2 separate regions of the Triticum aestivum genome follow, and region 1 is linked to region 2. The links are chromatin contacts, called in public Hi-C maps. All regions are on one chromosome and are shown on one strand. The core of a region is the stretch at or near the end of the contact, and the rest is flanking DNA. Distances in the headings are between cores, read along the strand shown. Region 1 holds the start of LOC123077820. Region 2 holds the start of LOC123077817 (nodulin-related protein 1).

Region 1 (4,209 bases), core at 627-3,126, 170 kb before region 2:
CAAAGGACATGTATATCCTCAGCTCCCTGTCGTCGTTGGTGGCCTCCACCACCCTCATCGCGCCCTGGATCTGCAGCAGCTTCTCCGGGATGCTGGCGGTGATGTTCATGGAATCGCTCCTTTTGTCTATCAAGTTTCGGATTCAGATCAGTGCGTTGTGATGTTATTTTGTTTATTTTGTAAATCATCAGTTGGGATGGTAGTACGTACCGAAGCGGAGAGTGAAGCTCGAGTTGGAGCTCCTCCGGAAGCAGTGGCCGGCCACGTCGGTGCAGAACCCCCTGCGCATCACCAGGATCATGCGCCCGTAGTCCACGTCCGGCGACGGCGACACGGCGACGGAGTACCGCAGGCCGGGCACGACGGCCTCCAGGGTGGACGGCTCCACGCGGCCGGGCCCGTACACGATGAGCTGCAGTCGCAGTGCACATTCGTTCGATGAGACCAGACGCATAGAGATTCCCTGAGAGTGGAACCATACCAGGCCAATTGTCTGTCACATACGTACGTCGCAGTAGGTGGCGTTGCACGTGAAGCCGCCGCCGCCCGGGCACGGCTCGCTGAGGGAGACGAGCACCGAGACGTTGGGCGCGGCCGTGAACGCCGACTCCACCGCCACCGTCGCCGTCGGAGGAACGGTGTCTGCATGCGCACATTGCATACACAGTCAGTGGAGATCGATTTGGCAGCTAGGTTGAGGTCGGGTTTAGTTGCTGGATGCGTTACTTAACCAACATCCCAGGCGTAGGTGGCGCAGGTCGGGCCGGCGCTGCTTCCTGATCCTGATCTCGGGGTCGCGCACGCTGCGAATGTGTGGTTGCCGTCCTTGAGTCCGGCAAAGGTTACCACCTCCGTCCCATTTCCGTTGCCCCCGCAGTCCGATCTTCGTTCACCGTCCAACTGCGTGCAGTGCAAACAATCCTCATATAACTGTTCCGAAGTACGTATTCAGGTTCGACCTACTGTTTGCTCAATTATACTATTGTGCAGACATGTGGAATCTACAATGTTTTTTTTCTTTTTTTCTTGCTGATACCAATACTTCTTACGTATAAATAAGTGTGTTTCAGGTGGCAGCAAAATTCGAAAAGACACCCTAATGCCAGACACGCCCGGATTTTAAATTATATTTGACCGGTGAGAATTACTGCACCGGTAGTAATGAATTGCGCTGTAGAATCATTCATCTCATACAGTTTAATTCAAGGCCAGCTTCATGTCTTTGTTCTTAACTACTGTAGTACTACTAACTGTAAACTACAATTGTCCGGAAGCTAGGATGTATACTTGGATTCCTCTAATTGAACCTGACTAAATGAGCACGAACATTTGAAAAATGGAATGCGTTCGAAATTCGAAAGACGGAGGCTCTTACCTTGCAGGTGATGGCGCAGTCCCCGCAGGTCCAGCCGCTGCTCTGCACGGCTCGGAAGGCGAACACCGCCGACGCCGACGTCGAGATGCGCGGCGGGGCGGTCGTCAGGCTGAGGGAGACGTCGCCGGCAGCAGCAGCGCCTGCCGCGCCCGAGCAAAGGAGCACCACCGCGCTCAGCAGCAGCCTCCGTCCCCAGCTCTTCCACACCATCGATCCTCCCCAGAGTCAGCCACTAGCTGTTGCAGATGCAGCAGGGCAGGGGTAGGGGAGAGCAGCAGCTGCACAGTGCTGAATGCGTGCGTGAGCAGGGAGGGGGCAGTGGGCAGGGGAGTGAATGCCCGGCGCAGTGTGCATGTGTGGCTGGCTTGGGGAATGGCGCGCTACCTAGCCATTAACGCTCCCCCTGGATATACTGGCAGTGAGCAGTAGTGAGGTATGGAGGCGGGGGGAGGGAGGGAGGGGCCGGGGCCAATTAAGGCAAACACAAACTGGCGAGCGGCAACGGCATGTGATCGTGGCCGCGAGGCGAGGGGTTTTGTTCCGGGGTGGAGGGGAGGGGATGATGCACATGAGGACCAGAAGAGCCAAACTGTCCCTTATTTCTACTAGCTGCTAGTAGTTTTTCTCTCGTCCCTAATCCCGCTTCCTCTCATCTCGTGGATGGCTGCGACTGCGAGGCTTAGCTACACGCTTGGATTCTCCCTCCGTGTGTCGGTCTCGTGAAATCTCCAACGCACACGAAGAAGAAACAAAGGTTGAGTTTAGCTGAAAGAAACAGGCATGGGACTGACTGATACTGTGGTGCATGTCAACAATTGCTGTGGACAAAACCTCAGCAATCAGTCATGGAGGTGCTCGAGCTTTCAGTGTTCGGCTGCCATACGAGCCAGTGACTGAGGATATGATATCAGCTAGTGATTGGGGATAATGATAATGATGGGGAATCACTGGCAATTAGAGTGTAAATTACCATCCGGTTATTTAAGATCGAGCGGTATTGATTAACTTCCGTTTTACATAGACTCGTGGAAGAGGGCATACCGGCATAGGTACAGAGAGGGGCCAATGGCTGACACCTGATGGTGCCCCACATGCTGAAAGGAATAAGGAACATCCGTGTGCATGCGCTGTTATTAATCCTAAAAAACTACTGCAAGGTGCTCTGAAGCAGCTGAGGTAAGAAACAAAATAAGAGGGAATCAACCTGCGCTGGGGCTAAGATCTGTCTGCGCACATGCACTACCTGCCATCACATAATAACCACATTGCAGGTGAGCTAATTTCCTTTTCTACTCTTCTCTTCACCTATTCCCCTGTTCTTCGTATTGTAGTATATAAGCTGCTTAACTTAATGTTTGGCAAGAGTTGCTCCATAACAAATATATGTACTCCAAAACATTATCCCAAGTACTCCCTCCGTAAAGAAATATAAGTCTTTTTAAAAATTTCAATGCGGACTACATACGGAGCAAAATGAGTGAATCTACACATTCTAAAATATGTCTATATAGTTCGTATTGGAATCTTTAAAAAAACTTATATTTAAAAACGGGGGAGTAGATGCTAAGCCTACGGATTCAGTGTTTTGGAGGGTCTTGATGAAGAGTCAAGTCATCCTTTTTAAGAGAGGAACCTTTAAGTTAGGTGACGGCCAGTAGCGGAGGCAAGCTGCTTAGCTACAGTAGTATTTTGCTACAGTTGCGAAGAAAAACTTTACCACGCCCCGAGCCAACGCCCTGCCTGGCGCCACCCTTGGTGACGGCCAATCAACAAGTTTTTGGAAAGATACCTAGTTGGGTGACACTTCATTAGCTTTACGATACCTGATCATGAAAAAAAAATTCTAGGTGACAAATGGACAAAGTGGATACATTTATTTTCTAGGTTTATCCCGATCAATCTAACTCAAATGCCAAATACGTTCCAATGGAGGTTAACTACTAATGGCATCTTCGTTGTGAAGTCTATGTATTTGGATCTTATGGATTGTGGACCTGTTTTTCGCAGAAAACATATTATGCGGAAAACAAAGGTTCCTTGCAAGATCAAAGTTTTCATGTGGTTTTTCAAGAGGAGGTAGTTCTTACAAAAGATAATCTCGCTAAGCGTATTTGACATGGTAGCAAAAAATGTTGTTTTGTGATCAAGAGGATACAATTTATCATTTATTTCTGTCATGTCCGTTTACTATCATGATTTGGCTCACGATTCATGTTGCCTACAATTTAGCGCCACCAACAAGCATTCCAAATCTGTTTCAAAACTTGTTGGCTGGTATTCATCATAAGCTGAAGGACCAAATCCATGTGGGAGTTTGTGTCACTCTATGGGCAATATGGAATTGCCGGAACAAGTGTGTTTTTAAGAGATCATCTATTCCTGATTACTTGCAAGTTATCTACAGGACTACGACATCTATGCATATGTGGTCATCATTGCAGCACGGACGCGCGGGCGCATATGGCCTCTGGGGGCAGTCGGCTCATAGGGTTTATTCAATCAATTTGGCTGGAGCTATGTAATCACGGTTGTGGTAATGTTACCTTTCTAGTTTTATTTTTGTCTTGTACTCAGTGATTTGAACTTGGTTCGCGTTTAATAAAACGGTTGTGTGCATTATATGATGCAGAGGCCGGATAATCCCATTTTCGAAAAAATATATAACTATAGCCACGTGAGCTATTGTCTGTTATCTCACGCTACATTTGATGAAACAATCTTTAGGCTTATGAATTGACTGTGTTTGCAAAGCAAAGAAACCTGCTAAATGCTATCAGAGAATCAAAGCTCCAGAAAGATCACATCTCTTCTGTACCGCACAGAAAAGCATAACT
Region 2 (4,701 bases), core at 461-2,960:
ACGAGTAACCCGCCATCGTGCTTACTCTAGAAATAAACAATAAGTTCAACAAAAAAAGCTCAATGGCATTTGACTGAACACCTATGGGGCGTGGTGTCCGCCTTGGACGACGTTGGCTGGGGGCGGAGGGTACCTAGCTACCGACGGATCCTGTGTGGATGGTGGCGTAATCCAAGGTAGACGAAAGCGTGGGTGGGGGCTGTGGACGCCCGACAATGCCTGGACGGCAGCTTGAGAGATACAATGGCGTCGTTGGACAAGGAGGATGCGGATGCAGAGCAAAAGGCAGTAGGGGCGGAGTGATAGAAAAGTGACCCATAACGGGAATTTGAGTGGGTCAGGGGTGTTGGAGTCCTACGTGGCAGCGGTTCAGACTCCCACAAAGCTCCCCAATTTGCGTCCGGTTTGCGGGAATTTGGATTAGCGGACACATCCGCGGATAAATGGACCTGTGTTGGGTGAAAAACTACGTTGGGACAACTCGATACAGACTTATGCGGGCGTTTTGAGGGTCCGCTTGAAGATGCCTTGAGCCCTCTTCCTTTATTTGTCTGGGCATACCGTCATGCTCTCATGAATCAATTTTTCTAAATAGATGTTTAAAAAATTCTAAAAAAACATTTTTGTTCACTAAACATTTGTCTACAAGCCCTAAAATTTTCAAATCGGAATTCGATATACAGATGGCGAAACAAAAAAGAGAAATGTAGATGTCAATAGTGCCATTTTATCTTTTGTCTTCTCTTGACACTATTCATCATGGATTTGTGCTTTTTGTTTCTCAATGCGTGCTTTGAGTTTGGATCTCAATTTCTGAAGAGCTGTGGGCACATGTGTGGTGAACATTCACAAATTTTTTTGAATTTTTTATACCTTTTAAATTTGAATTTTCTAAATTGGTACTGTAGCATGGAAGCAAGAGTGGCACCTCATACTTATCCGATATTTTCCCTGGCGGGGGGTACACCAAATACGTGTCACTCGTTTCAGCCGTTAGCAAGCGTCGGTGGTGCCTCTGCCGACAGTCGACATCTGGGATCCCTGGACATCTTCCCTGTTCAGCAGGTAATTATCACTTTCAATGCAAGAGGACACGTATCCCCACCGTATTGGCTACTTTCTTTCATTTTTAATTTTGCATAAAAATCCACTTGCGATTGTGACCACAAGAGCTTTAGCTGATTCCATATCTGCCACTTTATCTTAAAGAGGTTATCCACTGAGATTTGTGAGAACAAAATTCATTTCGTGATCCGCGGTTCTTCACAGTCAAGCACTAAAAAAGGGAGAGATACACATTAACACTGGCAGCCTGCTCTTAGTTCAATTACCTTTACGAAGGATTGTTGTAGAAATTTGGAGGACCAAAATATTAAGAACCTTTTCTGTGTTGTTTGTTTGATTTGTAGAAGTAAGTTTGATAGGAATTTTCAAGCAGTACTTTGCACTATACCATTTTAAAATAGCTTTTATCCACTCGAAGCTCTTAGAAATAACCATTTGTTTTTCCTGTCTAATACCGAACTAAAAACTATACTATTTTTCTACAACACTCAAATTGGGTATTTTACTTAGGCAAAATTTTCCCCTACGTGTCTTGTATCATCTGAAGATATTTTCTTTTCCACTACTCAACCACACAAGTAGCTTTCCCTTCTGTTGCCGATGCCATCCGCGTCTTCCTCCACCTATAAAATTGCCCCCCTAGCATACACCCTCTTCACTCCATCTGCTACTAACCTCACTACTCTTAAGCCACAAAAGATTTTTGCTACCAGCACCTAAGCTCCAATGGAGGGTGAGAAGAACTCGTCCGGGGACCTGATGTCCAGCAGCAAGCTGGTCGCGGAGGCCGCCAAGACGGCCTACGAGAAGAAGAGCGTCGAGGGCATCGACAAGGAAAAGGTAGCCGCCGCCTCCGCCGACATCCTCGACTCCGCCGCCAAGTACGGCAAGCTGGAGGACAAGCCGGTGGGGCAGTACCTCGAGAAGGCTGAGGGGTACCTGAAACAGTACAGCTCCGGCGGCACCGAGAAGGAGAAAACCGACGCACCTGCTGCCGCTGACGCACCGAAGCCGGATGCACCCAAGGAGGCAGCGCCTGCGCCTGCCCCTGCCGCGGAGGAAGAGAAATCGTCCGATGGGTTCGGTCTCGACGACGTCATGAAGGGGGCTGCATCGCTGTCGGGGAAGAAGAGTGGCGAGGAGGAGAAGGAGAGCGGCGGCGGCGGCGGGTTCATGAAGATGGCTCAGGGGTTCATGAAGTAGAAGTCTGGTTTCTACATCTACATGCATGTAGCTCTTGTTAAGTTTGTGCGCTGCGTTACTTCTGTATTTTGTTACTCTATAACGTTGTGGTTGTGCTTAATTATGTTAGCTGCTGATATCTGGTTCTGTAAAGTTTCTTAAGTCATGTCTGTCTGTATTGATGATCAATAATCCAGTTGTGCTAGCTACCCTTTTTTTGTTGACGAAAAGTTGTGCTAGCTAGCTGGTTCCCCTTCCTGCTTGCAGGATTTCGGTTGTTTATAAGTTTTTTTTAAGGAAAACTTCTGATTTATTCATCAACTGTCAGGAGTAAAAAATACATCTAGATCCGTAAGTTGCGGCGTAAAGCATGATGTTTTCATTGTCTATTGCTCATGGCCTTATATCATGTTTTTCTTTTGAGGTGATGCCCTATATTATGTTTTTTAGGGGTTGGCCCTATATTATGTGGTCATGCCTATGACAAGTGGCAGAACTTGAAGCCCATTGGTGGGCTTGGCGGGCCGAACAAAAGAAAACAGCCTATGGGATGGTGTTTTCCAAAGCCTAACAGTAAAAGAGAATATTGTATAAATTTGAAAATGTTGGATGGGCCATGATCCATATGGCCTTGCCATAGCTTCGTCAATGCCTATGACCAGCCAGCAACATGGTGCTTTCAGTCCTTACTAAATTGTCTTGGAAAATTTTCTTCCTGTTGGTAACTGTTTTGCCATGTTACATCATAAGTGGATGTCATGCTACACATGGGATCATTCTTTCAGGAGGGTCTATGCGAGCAAACATTTGAGTCGTTCCGTTGGGAGGGTGTGGCATGAGCGCTATGCCATCGGCATTGCCATGTGTCACCGCTTTGAGATTCATGCGTGGAATCAAACATGTCATAGTGTGTTCCATAAAAAAAACACTCACAGGAAACGTCAGCTCTATAATATTTTCATATGAAAATCTCCTTTTGGAGATGGCCTTCAGATTAAAAACGACAAGCATTGCAGAGGACAAGTACATACTTCAAAAATATTTGGAAGTAAGGTTCATTTTACCTTAGCCCATCATGCTCAATCATTGACCCATTCATGAAAACACACTCAATATTAACTACATCAAATGCACAAGTATGACAATAGTGTTCTCCAGTTGATGCTTTATAAGAGAAGATGGTGACACAAAATAAAAATAATTTTCCTGTCAACGTCACGACCGAAAGTTTTCAATATCTTCCATGCTAGACACATTATAGGAGGTTCCCAAACATAATATAAAGTTTATTTCCTTTCCTCCATTCTTTCACAATCCATGGCTAGCCGTATCCACGGGTGCTTTCCAAACTATCAACTTTCCAAGGAATATATATATATATATATATATATATATATATCATTTCGGGACTGGGGATCCCTATTATCGGCCATTTTCTCATGCAATGACAAGTGAATAAACACTCAACTTGAGAATAACCCATCTATCATGAAAGATATTGACCACCCCCTGTTGCTTCTTGAGCTGTACGGGAATACAAAACATGATTTTTCTTGAATGACTAGAGTTGGCACGTGCAAATTTACTTGGAACGGCATGTAAATATTGTTTGTAGGTAGATATAGTGAACCCATTTGGTACCACTTGGCTTTAAGGAGTTGGATGCACAAGCATCATTCCCGCTTAGTACAAATGGAGGCTAACAAATAGATTGAGAAGCAACCAACCAAACAATGAAAATGGTCATAAACATGCATTGAACAGAACTAGCACTGAATAATGCACCATAAGTAAGATGTAATTTCATTGCATAACTATTGACTTTTACGTGCATGCATAGGGAATCACAAACCTTAACACCAATTTTCTTACTAAATCACAATTACTCACTAGCATAACTCACATATTGTCATCTCTATATCGCAAAACTATTGCAAGGAATCAAACTTACCACATTCATTGATCTTTATGAATGTTTTGATTATATCCTTCTTGAATATTCGTCACATTGGGACCAAATTCACATCTTGTGCAAATTACCATTACTATTATCAACTCTCAAAAAGATATAAGTGAAGCATGAGAGTGTAAATATTTCTTCAAAATATAATCATCGTCGTGCTCAAAAAGATAGAAGTGAAGTAATAGAGCAACTGCCTAGCTCAAAAGATATAAGTGAAGCACATAGAGTATTTTAACAGATCACGAAAAATGTGTGTCCCTCTCAAATAGGTTTGTCCAGAAAAGATGATTCTGACAGATTAAACGGCAAAGACTCATATAATACATGATACTCCAAGCAAAACTCATATCATGTGATGAATAAAAATATAGCTCCAATTAAAATTACAGATAGTTGGTAGAAGAAAGGGGGGATGCCTTCCGGGGCATCCCCAACCTTAGCTGCTTGGGAGTCCTTGAATATTATCTTGGGGTGCCTCGGGCATCCCCAAG

What was found. Hi-C and Micro-C count contacts between places; a contact is called where the count stands out from the background.
Region 1: a Hi-C map of leaf shows a contact between it and region 2, with 6 times the contacts expected there. The contact joins the promoter of LOC123077820 here to the promoter of LOC123077817 in region 2. A contact is called at or near these places in 2 of 5 Hi-C or Micro-C datasets (both in leaf).

What each region holds. Positions count from the first base shown.
Region 1 is chr3D:124,638,369-124,642,577 of IWGSC CS RefSeq v2.1, reverse strand. LOC123077820 reads right to left here and starts at 1,876. Exons shown (of 13, transcript XM_044500149.1): 1 at 1,376-1,876; 2 at 732-900; 3 at 509-642; 4 at 211-412; 5 at 1-126. The coding sequence starts at 1,585. LOC123077821 (ethylene-responsive transcription factor ERF084) reads right to left here. Exons shown (of 8, transcript XM_044500154.1): 8 at 2,016-4,209.
Region 2 is chr3D:124,471,329-124,476,029 of IWGSC CS RefSeq v2.1, reverse strand. LOC123077817 (nodulin-related protein 1) reads left to right here and starts at 1,710. Exons shown (of 1, transcript XM_044500148.1): 1 at 1,710-2,471. The coding sequence starts at 1,792. The coding sequence ends at 2,268.